Regions from separate parts of the Mustela erminea genome. Here region 1 is linked to region 2. The links are chromatin contacts, called in public Hi-C maps. All regions are on one chromosome and are shown on one strand. The core of a region is the stretch at or near the end of the contact, and the rest is flanking DNA. Distances in the headings are between cores, read along the strand shown. Region 1 overlaps MACF1 (microtubule-actin cross-linking factor 1). Region 2 overlaps MACF1 (microtubule-actin cross-linking factor 1).

Region 1 (3,699 bases), core at 367-2,866, 80 kb before region 2:
GTCCAAACACCATCCCTTGTCCGCCCTCTTTTAGGCCCTTCCATACATGATTTTCATGCCTAGAACTTGAGCAGGCCAGCAGAACTTGATGGATGGGGAAAGATATGATTAATGACTTGCTCACCCGATTTTTGATCATGGTATGGTGTGGAAACAACCAGTGTGTACCTATTAGTGAAAAGCATCATCTCTTCTTACTAATGTGCTGAGCACTGACCAAGTACTTGGCAACTACTCATAGTCCATAAAGAGGCAGGCCTTGCCCCAGGGGGAAGAAGCTCCTCTTCAAAAACCTTGAGAATGGGAACTGAAATGGAAACCCAAGTCCCAATTTTGCCTGTTCAATGTCCCATGAATTCTTTTTTTACTTGCTAATATGCTGCTATTGTGAAATCTGCCCGCTTAACTTTTACCCACAACCACTTCCCTACCCCCTGAAAAATCAAGTTAGCAGACTTGATGAGGCCCTGGAGGATAATGGCTGGGTGAGGGGAGCTGGGGGCCAAAAAAAAACCCGATCACCTGCATTTACCTGAGTTGCTGGTTCACAGCTGTGGGCCCCCAGTGCGGTCTGTGAATATTGGGACTGAAGGGTACACGGATGAATGGAGGATGGGATGACACTGAGAACTCCCTTTCTCAAAATGGTTCCACGTAAATCCCTACCTGTATTTACCGGTTTCCGTCCTTCGCTAGCCTTTCCCCGGACGGAAAATGCTTGGCTTCCTTCTTCTTCCCTGACCAGTCAGGTTCCAGGATTCTTTTCTTTGTTCCGTAACAGGTCCCCACATTTCTCCCTTCCCATCTAGGTCTCTGTTCTGATGGCTGTCACAGCGCCATAATCCTGTTGGCCCCCCCCGCCCCCCCCGTAGATTTATGTCCTTCTGTCTCTCTTACTCCCCTCACCGTGCGGTCAGAGTCCCGTTTTCATCCTCCCCACCCCCCACCCCCTGGTCATTTCTCAGCTTCTGGTTCCTCATCCTTGGCCTGGTTTACTTCATGGTGCTTGGCTTGCCCTCTCATTTCAAGTTCAGTTTCTTCCGTTTCTGGAAAACCCTTTGTTTCTGGGATTCCGTGTGGCCTCAGTGTGGCCTTCAGCCTCTCACTGCAGCCCTGTCTGGATCCTGCCCCTGTCCTCCTTCTGACCGTGTCTAGCTCCGGATCTATCTAGGTCTTTCGCTCTCTCCCTTCCCCTCAGCTTCCCTAGGCCCTTCTCCTGCGGCTGCACAGGCCCGGCCCTGTTTCCTCCAGTCAGGGGCTCCCTCCTTTGTCCCAGCGGCGGGTGTAGGTCAGCGCCGAGCCGGGTGCCCGCCCGCTCGCCCTGTGGCGTCGGCCCGGGGTCTCCCCGCCGCTGCGGCCCGCCCAGTCCTTCATTCGCACGCGCGTGGGGCCTCCCTCCCGGCGGCCCCCGCCTCCCTCGGCCCGCGCCCCCTGCCCTGCCCGCGGTGGTCCGCAGCTAGCCGGGCCCCGCGTGGGCAGTCGGGGGGCCCGGCCGCCGAGGCGGCGGGAGAGGGGCGGGAACCTGCCGGGCCTGCCGCTCCTGACAGGAGGAGTCGCCGCCGCCGCCGCCGCCGCCGCCGCGCCGGGGCGGGCTGAGGGAGGAGCGGAGCGAGGGGTGGGGAGGCGGAAACGCGAGCCGGGACCGGCGGAGTGCGAGCGGCCGGCTGCGGGCAGGCTGAGGAGCGGAGTGCTACTGCCAGGCCGGGCGAGGCGGACGAAGAGCGGACAGCGGAAAGCGGACAGCCGGGGCGCCGCCGCCCCCGAGCCGCACAAAGGGCCGAGACTGGGGCCGCCGCCGCCGCCGCCTCAGCGCGCGGGCCTGGAGCCGGCGCTCGCCGGGGCCCGGGGAGAGCGCGGCGCGGGCGGCCATGGCCGGCTACGTGCCGGGTCAGCAGCCGGCCAACCGCAGCCAGGAGAAGGAGTTCGTGCAGGCGTACGAGGATGTGCTGGAGCGCTACAAAGGTGCGGCGGGCGGCGCGGCGAGGGACGGGCGGCCGGGCGGGGTGGCGGGGTGGCGCCCACCCCGGCGTCGGGGCTGGCCCCGGACCTGCTCTTTCTCGGGCTAGCTTATTTGCGGAGTTGAGATAAGCCTGCGGGAGACGGCGCTTTCCCCAACGCTGGCTACATTAGCCGCCCTACTATCTGGAAGGGGGCGAGCCCGGGGGCTGCCTCCCGAGCCCCGGCGCGGTAGGGAGTTGCCGGGGAGGAGGAGGAGTCGGGCGGGAGCAGCCTCCCGGTCCGCTCCGAGTGTCCAGCTCCTCTCGCCGAGGCTCCGGCGGCCGCGAGCCCGCCCGGGGGCTCTCGCCCCCCTTTGTCTCCCTCAGTCTCCGCTCCGTCGCGTGGCGGCCGGGGTCGGTGAGTGTGCACTTTTGGGGAGAGGCCTCCTCCCCCGCGCAGCCCGGGGGGCTTCGAGCCGGTGGAGGCGGGGGTCGGCCGCCGCTCTCCCCTCCCACCGAAAGGCTTGCCGTCGACTCGGGTGGCAGCCGGGAGGCGCTCTGGCCGCGCAGCCCCGCACTCCAGTGCCTCCTGCAAGGCCTGGGTGTCCGCGAGAAAGTTTTGACAGGCGGAGGGTCTGCGGACTGCGGCTCCCCGACGTGTCCCCTGATGCCCGAGGCGCCCTTCGGGCTCGAGCCCGGGGTGCGCGCTCCCGGGGGCCCCTGCCCTGATCTTGAACATCCAGGGCTGGGCTTTTGCTTTGTGTGCCAGTTGAGCTTTCCAACCCGGGAGATTTCCCCCCCAGAAACTCCAGAGGCAGCACTTTTCTCCTATTTTATTCAGCGGCGCCCTTGTGACTGGGCCTCTAGTTTCTTTTCATCGGAAGGAAACTTCAGCCCTTATGACTGAGTCCAGCATACTTGTTTACGACACCTAGCCAGTGAAGGGAAACTAATGCAGAAGCTGTAAAACCCTCCCTCTTTTTCTTCCCTTGTGGCTTGGGAATGCAGCAGGAGAGAGAGAGAAATGAAATGCTGAAAGGGACCTGCTGAGGAGGTCTGCTGGTTCCCTTCTGCATCAGCTTCTGTAAGCTGTCCAGGTTTCCCTGCCTGAAGCAAATGTTCTGTCACCCCCCTGTGGTCTTTCTTTTAAGAAATGTGGTTCATTTCAGAGCACAAAGAGGTTAGATTGTACTGCTGAACTTCATTGAAAAAATGCTGCTAAGTGAATGGTTAGTTCCATTAAGTTTCCTCGCAGGCTTTGGAGCAACACTGCACTCTTCAAAGAGAGGACACTCTGTGCCTGTGTTGGGCTGTGAGAGCTTTAACAGCCCGCAGAATTATAACACAAATAGGTGAAGAAATCTCAATCTCAGCACCTCGCGGGATCATGTTGCTGGTGGCCTCCAACTGAAAGGAAGTTGGATTTCTAGCAAATGAAAGGAGGAAAGAAGGGGGAAGTAGGGCTGGTTTCAGGAGAGTCCTTTTAGCTGGCTCACTTAGTTTGGTTTCCTCTGAAAAACTTTGATCAGGTGTGTAGGAATTTGATCCTTTCCAGGCACAGATCTCTTTCTTGGGAGGAATGAGTTGAAAATGGCCAAAATAAATTAACTTGAGCTGTTTGAATGGTTGTACAGGCTGCTCTATGATAGTTGTAGAAGAATTTCTCATCCCCCCCACTGCATCATTCTCACTGGGAAGTCAGGGTGGATTAGGATCCAGGCCTTTGTTACTTTGCTGTATGGAATTCTTGCATTTTCCAGAC
Region 2 (3,518 bases), core at 249-2,748:
TTATTCTTTTCTTTCTTCTTCTTCTTCTTTTGATAAATTAGGATCTTCAGTAGTGTAGGTTTAATAAAACACTGAGCTGGGTAACAGTTTTATTCCAAGGCATCAGGGACCCATGGATTATAGGTAAGAGAAAAATGCAAGCAACTGTACTGAAAGTGCCCAGATTTCAAGGACATCTTTAAAAAATCAGTGATATTATGTATTTGAGGTGATTCTTTTTCACTTAACAGTAGATTGCAAGCCCAATTTAGATGAGTCCTAGTTAATTGAAGTTTTGCTGTTTGATAATTCATCAAGGATTATTGCTTCAAAGTAACTTTTGGCGGGGGGGCGCCTGGGTGGCTCAGTCAGTTAAGCATCTGCCTTTGGGCTTGGATCATGATCCCAGGGTCCATCAGGCTCCCTGCTCAGCAGAGAGCCTGCTTCTCCTTTTGCCTCTGTCTGCTACTTTGCCTACTTGTGCCTCTCTCTGTCAAATAAATAAAATCTTTAAAGCAATGCCCCCCCAAAAAGGACAAAAGAAAAAGTTTATTTAAAGAAAAAAAAGATTTATTTATTTGAGAGAGAAAGAGACAGAGATAGATGCAGACTCTCACTGAATAGGAAGTCTGGTGTGGGGCTTTATCCCAGGACCCTGGGATCATGACCTGATCGAAGGCAGATGCTTAACAAACTGAGCCACCCAGGAGCCCCTGCTTCAAAGTATCTTGAGGGAGCCTGCTTCCCCCCTTCTCTCTGCCTGCTACTTTGCCTACTTGTGATCTCTGTGAAATAAATAAATAAAATCTTTAGGAAAAAACAAAACAAAGTATCTTTAAAGTAAGTTGTATAAAAAATTATCTAGCTCTTGATAGTCATTTCCAAAATGTTTGAGATAAGGTTAAGAGATTTAGATACTCAGGAATATTTATTGGGGAAAGTTGAACTACAACTGTTGTCTATTTAGTGTTTGTTGAATATTGGATGTGCCAGTCACTAATCAAAACCCCAGTGCATCCTTTTCCTCATTGCCCTCCTTTGGGAACTTCAGGGTACATGGGCAGGTATTTAAGAGGCTGCTCCCTTTTTCTGAGATTTGGTTTTCATTAGGTTTTTGCCTTACAAATAAGGCTGATGATTATAGATAGTTTGATGCCGAGTCTGGCTTGCAATCTCCACGGCAAGCTGTTGCTAGACAAACAGTCTATGGTAGATAAACCATAACCAACCGGTAGGCTGGTTTGGGCTCTGCCTAATGCCCATGACTTTTGGTTTTATACAAAATAGAATCTGTTGTCCTCAGATTTGAGAGAGTAAGGATTTATTGTCTTCATGGGTGTTTCAGCCTTCGGCCATTTCCACATTGCCACCTGGCTGCCGTTAGAGGGAATTCACTATAGCTCTGAATCCCTGCAGAGTGATGAAAGGATCTATCCCTGCCTCCAGGATGGAGCCTGTGTTCTCTTCCCTTAAAACTCTTACCCATATTTCCTTTTATGACTTGTTAAGTCAGAGGCAGCTGGGAGGAGGCATTGGGGAAGCATTACTCACTGGGCACACATAGTGGCCCTGACTGCTGGTGGGGAGTCTGTGCTGAGTTGAGAGTGAGTCAGCTCTGGAAATGGAAAAATGTAGGGTAGTGGGGGGGGGGGGGATTATGTGCCAGTGACTGCTTCTTCACTGCCTGTTTTTTCTTCTGTAAGAACTCATCACAAAGCTGTGAATACTGGGGATCCAGTTGGGGCAGCCAGTAAGCCAACCAATTTTGAGGTGATCATGTTTTCGGGGAAGGAGTGAGCCAACTGGACCTGGCATCGCTGCCTTTTATGTCGTGTGTGTGGGTTTGGAGGCAAGCTTGAGCTTGTGTAAGGGGAGTTCTATGTGTACAGATTTCACTAGAATAAAAGTAGTCACAGAATCTCTTTGTCTTAGCTATAAAACTCACTCTTCTGGATCTATCTTTGTCCAGTAGGGGTCACTGGGGGTTTAAACTCCAAATTAGAGAACCTGTCACTAATCTTAGTGTGGGCCAATCAGATTCCTTATCTTTATTGTGGCGTCTTTGTACATTGTGCCCCCCCTTTTAATATTAGAGCAGAAATAAGAAATATGAACTTGTATTAAGAATTTTGTGGATCCAGTGACTATTGGATCTAGGAGATTTCGAGGAGTAATTCTAAGCTATAAAGAAATGGATGCCTACAGGGCCACCTATTAGGAGCAGTCTCTGGTAATATTTGTAGTCAAAGAGTGTAGGGTGAAGCAATTTTTTTTATAAAGCCATTGCTACTTGAAGATTCCATCATGGAAAGAAACTGAAAAGGTTATAAAATGTTCTTTTAATTTTATTAAGATAACTCAATAATTTTTATTTTTATTTATTTTTTAAAGATTTTATTTATTTGACAGAGAGAGAGAGAGAAAAATCACAAGTAGGCAGAGAGGCAGGCAGAGAGTGAGGGGGGAAGCAGGCTCCCTGCTGAGCAGAAAGCCCGATGTGGGGCTCCATCCCAGGACCCTGAGATCATGACCTGAGCCAAAGGCAGAGGCTTAACCCACTGAGCCACCTAGGCGCCCCATTGTTAATCAAGTTTTTAATTTTAATTCCTGTACAAATAATATACACTGTCCTATCAGTTTCAGGAGTACATCAATCATTTTAAAATGTCTAATTTTGAACATGAAAAACAAAATTTCAAAATTAGAAAAATAAAAAATACAAAAAGAAAAGAAAAATAATTTTGTGGATCTGTCGAGTATCCGAAGAACAAATTATTCCAGATGCTAGGTGAAGCAAGAAACCAAGTCTGAGATGGAATTGGTTTTATAAATAAGACTGAAAGAGACTTTTTTTAAAAAATGAAAAGGGACAGGGGAAGTAAACTGTTTATTAAGCATCTGGTGTGTACTTACCTACTGACAACAGCCCTGAGAAATAGGTATATTTATACACATTGTACATTTTAGGAAACTGAAGGTCGGAAATATTAAGTGGTGTTTCTAGGGTCACATAATTAGTACCATAGTGATGGTAGGAGGGGAGATCCTATCAGGCACGTTCATTTGTCTTTGGTCCTTGGCCCTGGTGAGGGTTTGTGAGAGCAGGTTTTAACTAGAAGACAAGCAGGGCCTGGTGATAGATTCTCTTATAAAAGACCAAAATGATTCTTGTGTGTGGATTAGGGTTCAGAGCAGGCTCAGGGGGTCCACAGGGCTAAAGAAACTGACAAGTCTGTCTTTGTCTTCAGGTGGCAAGTTTTTCTTCTTTACTGTTGAGGGCTACTGCCAGAATCTAGAAAACAGTCTCACAGAGATCTTAAATTGGCTGTGTGCAAAGCGTGGTATCCATGGATAAATGGTTTAAGTTGGTCTCTCTTACCTACCTCTTATCTTGGCCTGGATTCTTTTTCTGAGTCTTGAATATAACTACCTATTGCATTCTCAGGCCTGGCTGGTTACCTTATTCTTACTATTGAGGGCTTGACCCCTTGTCAAATGCATGCTCATTTTGCCCTCTTGTGTTCCAAGGTGTCTCAGAG

Evidence for each region. Hi-C and Micro-C count contacts between places; a contact is called where the count stands out from the background.
Region 1: a contact with region 2 is called in a Hi-C map of fibroblasts, with 4 times the contacts expected there. The contact joins two enhancer-like sites. A contact is called at or near these places in 3 of 3 Hi-C or Micro-C datasets (fibroblasts, skeletal muscle and spleen).

What each region holds. Positions count from the first base shown.
Region 1 is chr10:79,926,793-79,930,491 of mMusErm1.Pri, reverse strand. The region is part of intron 1 of MACF1 (microtubule-actin cross-linking factor 1); the gene reads left to right. Among named protein-coding and RNA genes, the nearest start is that of MACF1, 14 kb to the left of the region's middle. Within about 2 kb of position 1,616, the one cell type or tissue checked has open chromatin away from gene starts, as enhancers often do. A contact at or near this core is called in fibroblasts, where this site is marked.
Region 2 is chr10:79,847,186-79,850,703 of mMusErm1.Pri, reverse strand. All of the region lies in intron 1 of MACF1 (microtubule-actin cross-linking factor 1), which reads left to right. Among named protein-coding and RNA genes, the nearest start is that of MACF1, 94 kb to the left of the region's middle. Within about 2 kb of position 1,498, the one cell type or tissue checked has open chromatin away from gene starts, as enhancers often do. A contact at or near this core is called in fibroblasts, where this site is marked.